Regions from separate parts of the Mus musculus genome. Here region 2 is linked to region 1. The links are chromatin contacts, called in public Hi-C maps. All regions are on one chromosome and are shown on one strand. The core of a region is the stretch at or near the end of the contact, and the rest is flanking DNA. Distances in the headings are between cores, read along the strand shown.

Region 1 (4,913 bases), core at 678-3,177:
CACAACTGATACTGTTTTGTGTACTGATGAGTTAACCCCTGCCAGTATTCTATTCAGAATATGTCTGAAGGTTAGGCATGGTAGTACATGCCTATAATTCCAGTGCTCTGGGCTGAGGATCGCCACAGGTCTGATGCCAGCTTAAGCTGTATAGCAAAACGTTGCCTAAGCCCTAAGTTTATGTAATGTACTAGTTATTTTACACCCCCCCCCATTTTTATTTATTTATTTGAGACAGAATTTCACTATACATTTCTGGGTAGCCTGGAACTCTCTATGTAGACCAGGCTGGCCTTGAACTCCCATACTTCTGCTTGCCTCTGCCTCCCAAGTGCTGGGATTAACGGCGTGAGCCGCCATGCCCAGCCTGTTTCTGTTTTTTAAATTTTTGTTTGTTTGTTTTGTTTTGTCTAAATCAAAATATATTGATCTCTTAAAACAAGTATTAGGAAAAAATTATCCAAGGTTGGAATTGTTCACTCCTTGATTAAATTATAATAAATATTTGATAGAATTTCTCAGCAAATTATCTGGACCTAGAGTTTTCCTTGTAGGAAAAAAAAATTAAAATAGACATTTAAATTCTTTTTATTTTTCTTGGCATCACAGTGCCTGTGTGGAGGTCTAAGGGGAACTTGTGGGAGTCAGATCCATTGTCCTTCTATCACGTGGGATGCAGGTGTTGAACCCAGGCCATCCAGCCTGCCACCAAGTACCTTTACCTGTTGAGACACATCACTAGCCCCAAAGTTAATTCTTTCAATAGACATGAGGCTATTCATATTTTCCATTTTATCGTGTGTCAGCTTAAGAAATTTGTACTGTAAGTTCATAAATTCTAAAATGTTAATTTATTGCAAAAAAATACCCTTTAAGATGTTTTTGAGGCCACAAACTTGACTGCCATCCCAAGTTTAGTTCTTGATGCCCATGATCCATGTTCTCTGTCTTTTATCCCTACTCAATCTACCTAGCGTTTTATCAATCACGGAAGGCTGAGAAGGTAAAAGATGCACTATTTACAATGTCTTTAATTACCTGTGCACTGACTGTGGCAGGGTTTCTACTCAAGGGCTCTGTAACGAAGCATTTGTGCAAAATCATAACTATTTCATTATTTCACGGTATGCTCATTTACTATTCATAGCAGGAACATATGTGATGTGGTAAAGACACCATCCATTCCACCAAAAGTGTTTGTTATAACATCAGGGTTTGACAACACGTTCTAGTGGTTAAAAGCTCAGGCTATGGACACAGCTGTGTTCAACATCAACAGTCAGCTGGAGTGCCTGCTGGCTGGGGATTTTAAACAGTCCGCCTTATTTTTCTAAGCATCTAAGGTTATTAGGGTTAAATAGGAAGATGCCGTTATAGCACTAAGTGCAACTACTGAGCTGCTCTGTAAAACTTTGGGTTATTATTTTTAACACTGTGAGTAGCCTGGTCAGACTTAATCTCAGATGACAGTGTGTGTGTGTGTGTGTGTGTGTGTGTGTGTGTGTGTGTAGCTCTGTGTGTATCTGTATGTGTATGTATGTATGTATGTGTATGTGAATTTGTGTGTGTATGTGTGGGTATGTGTATGCATGTGTGCATTGTATATGTGCGTGTCTGTATGAGTGTGTGTGTATGTGTGTGTGAATGTGTGTATATATATATATGTGTGTGTATGTCTGTGTATGTTTGTGTGAGTATGTATGTATTATGTGATTGTGTGTGTGTGTGTGACACTGTGTGTGTGTGTCTAATGCTGTTTCAGCAGTCTTTGCTTTCTGTTCTCAGCTTTGTAAACTGTTGCTGAGCATGGTTTCTCAAGTCCTCAGTCGTCAGCTGTAAATTATCCCCCAAGAAGCCGCTGGCTGGCACCATGGGGCATCGTGTCAGGCTGAAGTGCTGTGTCCCGTTTTCATTTGCACACTTCTTTTGCCATCCTGTGGGGACGAGAGGGACTGACTGCCAAGACTTTTCCCATATGTTCTTGAAAATTATCTAACCACAACCAAAAAGAAATTAAAATACAACCCCAAGCAAACAGGAAACTGACTTTTTCTTTTGGGAACTTAGTCAAAAGCCAACATTTTGTGGTTTCTGTGAAGATTCCTCTCACAGGGTCAGGGATTCATTTACAAAGTGCTTTGTTTTCTCACTTTCCTCATGACTACTTGAAAAGACATTGTTCCTTCTTTTTTTACCTATGAAGGTTGGTTATGGCAACACCCACCAGATTCATATTAAATACCTACACACACACACACACACACACATATATATTCTTTATGATATATATTATTTTTGTAAGATAAAGCCATAGAAGTACCAGACAGCCACGCTGGCTTCAGGCAACTATAAATAATTTCTCCATTCATAACCAAATACAGGTATCTGGCACACTATATTGCTACAGCCTATTAATCATTATGTAGTCAGGGGAAGAGTCAGGCCACAGGCAAGCCTGGACATGGATGTGTCTTCGGTGGAGAGACTCTTGATCTATTTATGTAAGCACTCACATTTGGCACCATCCTGTGTTAGGAGAAAACTCTTGTGCTCTGTTTCCAACTCACGGGAACTTTTTGACTTTACAGGGGAGCCGCAGCTGGGCGGTATTATTTGAGGATAATGAGAAGGTAATGAGTATGCATATCTCCTCGTGTCCCCCACTAGGAATTCTTTTCCCATCTTTAAAAGTTCCTGTTCATATGCTTCTCTGTGGCTGTCATCTGCTGTTTGCTTCTCACTTGCCTTCACTTTCTCTCTACAGTTGCATATGGTGGCAGGGGCAGTGAGTGTGCTGGCCATCTTGGGCTGCATGGCACTCTCCGTGTTAAGGTGAGCTCAGAGTGGCAACATGTTTTCTGTGGTTAAGAATTTGAAGGGACTCCGGCTAGGTCAAGTGTGGTGGTCATGGCTCTGACAGGCCTCGTCCTTCTCCCCAATTCCCTCTGTCTTGCTAAAAGTCCGTAGATTTCATTCCTAATGCTAGTCTCCAAGGTCCGTTCTTTATTTGGCCACTTCTTCCTCCTGAGGCTGACTACCAAGGTCCAACTATCAAAATACTGAAGTCCAGCGGTCAAAAGCCCTCTTGGGCTCACCTAATTAACATGCCCAATTAAAGTTAAACACCTCATCCTAACACGGGGTTTCCCATTTTTCCCTTTATAAACCACCATTTTCCTATGTGACGGTCTGTCTCCTCTCCATCAGAGGAAGTCCTTTGTCCCATTTCCCTCCAAGACAAATCCCCCTTCCCCTCTCCCTTGCTCCCCTCTCCCTTGCTCCCTTCCCCTTCTTCCTCTTCTATCTCCTGCCTTTGTCCTCTTATCTCAGCCTTCTGTCCCTTTGGGACAAAGAAATCTCCTTTGTGCTGTAACTTGGTTTGGGGGACCCTGAGCTGATGCTGTCTCTTCCTTTTGGAGTTGGCGTTGCTTTTCTTCTGTTTCTTACACATGACAGTTTGGGGGTCTGAACTGTCTCTCTTCCTTGGGACTGGGGGTTACTGAAGTTTTTGCTTAGGAAGAAAGTCTGAGGGAAAGCTTTATTTGTAAGTTAACATCATACTGTATACTTGAGCCGCAGCCGCTTCTCCTTCTTTCCACGCCCCTAGCTACTTGGCTTACTTTCTCTTCCAACCTACGGGCATGTCAAACCATAAAATCCAAACAGCTTCGGAAGGGACTTGGCCAGCCAGCATTTATTGCGTCCCAGTCACTCCGCAGGTGCCTCTCTCTCTAAGCCCTCCTTTTGTACACAAGGAAAGCGGGACCTGTTCTATTTTTTAAAAACAAAAACAAAAAAACAAAAAAGCCTCTCAATCGAGTCATTTAAAAACTATCAAATCAAGGTTTCTTTTTTTTTTTTTTTTTTTTTCCTTTCTGAGAAGAGTCTCACAGCCAAGGCTGGGCCACATAGCCAAGGACATCTCTTCTTCACCTCCAGAATGCAAGGATTCTAGGCAGTCTGTGCCACCAGACCCGGCTTACGCCGCTGATGACCGGACCCCGGGCACTGAACCTCCAACCAGCCTTCAAGGCAGTTCTTTAAAACAGAAAAAAGACAAGCTCAAGGCCTGCAGTGAGATTGAACAACATCACAGGAGGAGCTAAGGCCCTTCCGGGGAGAAAGACACGCAAGCCTGTGGAGAGTGAGAAATGTTTCTTCCCTTAAAAGCCTCGCCGTTTTGGACCCTTTCCTCATAAAGGAAGAGCTGGACCCACAGAGCTCTCATGTCAGACTTCTTCATCTTTTTCCTTAAAATTAAAAAAAGGAGGGGCTTCGGAGGCACTCGGCTGGTGACAGCACTTGCTGATCTTGCTGAGGACTCAAGGCCAGTTCCCAGAATCCACATGGAATCTGCTCATGACTGCCGAAAGCCTAGCTTCAGGGGTCCAAAGCCCTCTTCTGGCCTTCTGGGGCACCTGTGTTTGTGTGTGTGCAAGTATGTATGTGTATAAAATACACAGAAACACATACATACAAAGATATTTACACATACAAAGAAATATTTAAAACAAAGATGGGGTGGTGATAGAAATAATGAAGAAAACTATGAGATATCTCCACACAGAATAAAATTCAGGATTTCCAACAGGCATTGGTTGTGGAGAAAAACCTATGGGAAATGATACATTCTTTATGCTATATAAAGAAAAATAGCGAAATAACAAAATCAGAAGTGGTTGGTTTGTTTTTGTCTTTACGGTGTTTTCATTATTTTTGAGATGTCGACAGTCAGACTTTATTACTTTTGTGGTGAAAAGAAAACTTTAGCCTCCCTACTCCAGCACCCCACAAATCATGTGAGCCACAGACAGTATTTGTTCTCATGGATACCAAACACTGAAGGATGCCAGGGGCGGGGCGAGAGTGCAGAGTGCAGAAGCCCCTTTCCTTTTGCTTAGCTGTTGCCTTAT
Region 2 (4,913 bases), core at 622-3,121, 310 kb before region 1:
AACATCCATCATTTGTTACTAGCTTACAGGTTCATGGAAAGTTAAAAACCATAACTAAGCTGTCCTTGAAATTTTGTATAGATAAACCCAGTCAACATTTTATCTCTTGTTTTTTCACCTGTGGTGTATACGTTCTTCGTGATCTTCAGTTAGTGGTTTTTAAAACCTTTTGGAATGTGCTCTAAGTTTTAAAAGTCTGTTGTTATCTCAGAAGCAATTAAGCAGTTCTGCTGTAAAAGGGGTTTGAATGTCTTTGAATTGCCATTCTGAAGTGATGGTGATCCTAGCATGCTAGTTGTTTCTGCAGAATAAACACTCTTCTTTTTTGCAATATCTGAGTCTGGGGTCTTCTTTCAGTGATTTTTAGACCCTTAAAGTATTATAGAATAGAAACATATAACTTTTCATTTTACAGCAGTTCACAATTAAAATTTCCCCGAGTTTCAAAAGATAATTTTGGGCTTTTCTGACTCTCAGAAGTTTGATTAAATGCCTCATGTATTATGAGACGGTCATGACCCTTTGATGATGAGCGGTTTGAATTTGAGGTGTCCTCCACAGGTTTACATTTTCAACGTGAGTGTGTATGTGTGTGTTTTAATTTGGTCAAATTGTTTTGAGAGGCAGTTTAAATTTCAGGAAGTATAGCCCAGCTGGAAGGAGGTTATACCTGAGTTCCTCTTCTAGCTTACCCTGCTCCCTTCTCCCTTGTGATGAGCTTCTGCTACAAGCTTTCACCTACATGAACTGTCATGCCTTCCCCATCATGACGAACTGAAACCCTTGAAACCAAAACCTGCCCTCCCCTCTGTCAAGTGCTTTGATCCCTACCATGACATGTAAGTAACAAATTCATTTGGTGTGAGAATAATGGGAATAGATGAGAGTTATTATATTTTGTCTTGAGCAAAAAGTACTCTAGGGCTGGCATGGTGGCTCAGTGCTGACAAACCTGACAGCCTGAGTCCTATCCTCTGCATGGTGGAAGGACACCCAACTCCCATAAGTTGTTCTCTGATTTCCACAAGCTCTCCATTGCACAAGTGTGTGTCCACATCCACAATAATAAAAAATACAATAAAAAAAAAAGGTTTAAAACCCTAGTCAGAAACCATCTGTTGTTTTTATTCATGACCACTGAAGGCTTGAAAAGTCATATTTATTCAGATTTATGTACTTCTATGAAGCTCTTACTATCTGTTCCTGACCTATTAAGGTATGAATCCTATTAATTAGGATTAATTAATTAATTGTAGATTAAAAACTTAGGGCAGGTGAGATGGCTCAGTGAGTAAAGGATCTTGCCACCAAACCCAGTTGCCCTGAATTTGATCTCAGGGACCCACATGGTGGAAGGAGAAAACCAACTCCTGTGAACTGTCCTTGCACCTCCACATGTAAGCATTGTCATGTATGTACACACACACACACACACACACACACACACACAGAGAGAGAGAGAGAGAGAGAGAGAGAGAGAGTATTTTGCAACAATTTGTCTTTTATTTTTGAGATTATAATCATATTTTTTTCCCTTTCCTTCCTCCAAATAAATAAATAATTTTATTTTTTTAGAAGTCCTAGTTTCATTTCCTGTTGCTGTAACACAATCCTTGGGTCTAGGTTTATAGTTTATAAAAGCAAAATTTAGTTTCAGTTCTGGAGGCTGGGAAGTCCAAGATAAAGTGAGGGCCCTGTGCAGCCTCTTAACATGGTGCCAAGTTGGAAGAGGAAGGGAAATGAACCTGTGTGCAATAGGAAAAAACCCAAAGGATTGCCTCAGATTGTAATTTCTCAAGATGACCAATCTAGCCCTGCAGGAACTAACCCTGACACATGAGAAAGGAATTTATGGGGGAGCCCGACCCCATGATTCAAGTGTTTCCCATTAGAGCCCATCTCCCACACTGCTGGATTGAAGAATTGCTCTCTAGCACAAGAACTGTCTGGAGAACACACTGATAGTGTGCTGGCTAAGTTTTTGTCAACCTGACACAACCTAGAGTCATTTGAGAAGAGGGTACCTCAACTGAGAAAATGCATCCCCACCAGATTACTTGTAGGCAAATCTATAGGGCATTTTCTTGATTGATGGTTGTTGGGGGTCGGTGTTGGTGGGGGGAAGGGCTAACTCATTGTGGATAGTACTACCTCTGGGCAGATGGTGCTAGATGGTATTGAAAAAGCAGGCTGAGGGCTGGTGAGATGGCTCACAGTTAAGAGCCCCGACTGCTCTTCCAAAGGTCCTGAGTTCAAATCCCAGCAATCACATGGTGGCTCACAACCATCCGTAACGAAATCTGATGCTCTCTTCTGGAGTGTCTGAAGACAGCTACAGTGTACTTACATATAATAAATAAATATTAAAAAAACAAAAAACAAAAACGGGCTGAATAAGCCATGGGGAGCAAGCTTGTATGGCACTCCTTCCTCTTGCATAGGTTCCTGCCTCCAGGTTCTCACCTGCTTGAGTTCCTGCCCTGACTTCCTTCAGTGATGGACTAGGATATGGGAGCATAAAAAAACCAAACCCTCCCTCCTTACAGTCATGCTGTTTTTATCTCTATGGCAGAAATTAGTATCAGGAGTAGGGTGTTACTCTGTCAGACCTGACAATGTGTGGACTACAGTGGCACTTGTACTTGGGGCTGGAAAAACCATTGAGTGATGAGGGATTAGAGGAATGTTGTCTGGAAGCTTGGGAGACAATGTTCAGAGCAATGCACATGATGGGAGGCCTGGCTTGTGGGAGTTTCAAAGGGAAGTTTGAGAGTCCTTTAAAGGATTCTACTAGGGCCCTTTGTGAGATATTTTATGAATCTGTGGTCTCTGGTTAATTCTTAACCAGAATTAGCTGTGATTAGCAAGATCCAGTATCACTGGAGTGAAAAGTCTGCTTTGCTGGGCTAATGGAGCTGGAGAATCAGCTGTGAATAAGAAAAGGGAGCAGAATTACAGAGGCAGACTCTTCTGGGAAGAGTTTCCTTGGGAACATCACACACAGCAAGGAGGCATTCTGGATAGGATGGAGAAACAAAGCTCTTCTAAAATGCACTGGATGTATTTACAGATGAATGTCTGCAGTTCTATGGCTTAAACTGAGCCTTCCTCTTCCTGGACATTACTGGGTCATTGCTTTAAGACTCTTCACTCCTGTGGTGTACCTACTGGCTAGATGGGCTTCCTTTTCTAACCATTAAAAATTATTGCTCATCAGTGACTTACTTTGAAACTTTACATCTCTCACGTCTTTGTTCCTGGTAAATACTACCTATAGTAATCACATGATTATGTGTAATATTCAGATGGTTTTATTAACAAGTATATAATACATATATTGCATACTGTATATAGTATATGAGGACTGTACAGTACAAATTTATGTTCACAGTTTGACATGACAAAATGTCATTACTGAATTCCCATTGGACTACAGGGTAGAAACAGAAGGTACATTAAACATTCACATCTTTAGTAAGAAAGATTACCAAAATGTTTCAGTATTTGCAAGTATACTAATGCATGCTAAAAACCTTTACCCATTCAGTCTTATTAGCTTATAAAATATATTACACTTTATTAAAAATTTCTGCATAGTTTATACAAGTATTAAAGAACTGTAAATGCAATAAGCCTGCTATGCTTGCAGGTAGGTTTTAAGAGATGCCAAGCAGAAAGATTATTCTGACCCTCTAACACTAGGTACATAACAGGAAAAAAAAGTGCTAGTATTTGTAAAACACATTGTAGCCCTCTTTTAATGCATGTAAAATGGCTTTGTAAATGTATTACTTAAGTGAATTTGCAATCGTTTAGAAACTGTTAACCTTGACCAAGAAGAGAATAAAGAGAACTCAAGTGACTTCATGTACGTTAGCAACTCCTTCAAGACAATTCTAATTTCAAACCAAATTATAAAACCTTTGATCTCTGAGATTGTCTTTTTTAACAATCTAAGGAATGGTGCGCAGATTACAATATCAGCAATAGTCTCTCAAATTCCACATTAGTGCAATACTGATAGTGCAGGTGGGTGTTTAATAAAACATACATATACATATATCACTCCCCTGTAATTCTGTTCCAAGGCTCTTGCAACATCTGCATATTTAGTATCTTCTTAGTTGAACAAAGCTATGCTACACACAGTCTCCAAACCAAGTGACTTTCGAGTGCAAAATGCCCATTTAATGATGTACCCTTCCCACTGTGAAACTCAAAAACACAAGATGTTGGTTATTTTTGGAACTTCCCCCAGATGAGACTTGAGCAGTAACTGAATGAACTCTGTAATGATTTACACAGTGCTGGCTTCATGTTTACAGCCTGTCCTCATCAATTTACTGCAAATGAACCACCACTGACAAGAACATAGCATGTCATCCAAAATCAAACATCCAGGGCATCTTAACTTGTATCATGCACAAAAACAGCTAAAATAAAAACAAAAACAAAAACCCAAACAAACAAAAGACAAAAAACCCAACCAAACAACCAAACAAAAGAATACTAAGAGACTAAATTTCTCAACTATCATAGTAAAATACAAATACATACATACATACATACATACATACATATATATATATATATATATATATAGGAAATTTGGTAAGGGCCAATTAACTAAAATTATATCAGACTAGCATGGGACTAGAGAATGGCTTCTCTGGGTTACTTTTCTTTCAGAGTTAAAATGGATCTTTCTGTTAACATGATCTAAGCAAGCTAAAGAGTAATATAATAAAGACTTTTGAACAAAATTTAAATACGCCATGGTGCTATTAACTATTCTTGGTTTGAAGCAAAGCTAAGGGTCCTTCCTTGCACCCTACCCCGCTGCTCACTGGGTCGGAGCATACAAATTGGAACAAACACTAAACAAACGGGACTCTTCAGTGCCCTGCAGAAGA

What was found. A called contact is a pair of places that touch in the nucleus more often than the background predicts.
Region 2: a contact with region 1 is called in a Hi-C map of bone marrow-derived macrophages, with 24 read pairs. The contact joins two enhancer-like sites. A contact is called at or near these places in 4 of 484 Hi-C or Micro-C datasets (the 3T3-L1 cell line, bone marrow-derived macrophages, embryonic stem cells and 1 more), 4 of 115 datasets of contacts at active chromatin or transcription factors (embryonic stem cells and stem cell-derived neural progenitor cells) and 3 of 9 other capture datasets (adipose tissue, embryonic stem cells and liver).

The regions. Positions count from the first base shown.
Region 1 is chr5:64,519,190-64,524,102 of GRCm38.p6, reverse strand. No RefSeq gene overlaps it. Among named protein-coding and RNA genes, the nearest start is that of Gm31423, 10 kb to the left of the region's middle. Within about 2 kb of position 1,927, at least 42 of the 459 cell types and tissues checked have an H3K27ac peak or open chromatin away from gene starts, as enhancers often do. A contact at or near this core is called in bone marrow-derived macrophages, where this site is marked.
Region 2 is chr5:64,831,284-64,836,196 of GRCm38.p6, reverse strand. Klf3 (Kruppel-like factor 3 (basic)) reads right to left here. Exons shown (of 6, transcript NM_008453.6): 6 at 3,296-4,913. Among named protein-coding and RNA genes, the nearest start is that of Gm31684, 17 kb to the right of the region's middle. Within about 2 kb of position 1,871, at least 27 of the 459 cell types and tissues checked have an H3K27ac peak or open chromatin away from gene starts, as enhancers often do. A contact at or near this core is called in bone marrow-derived macrophages, where this site is marked.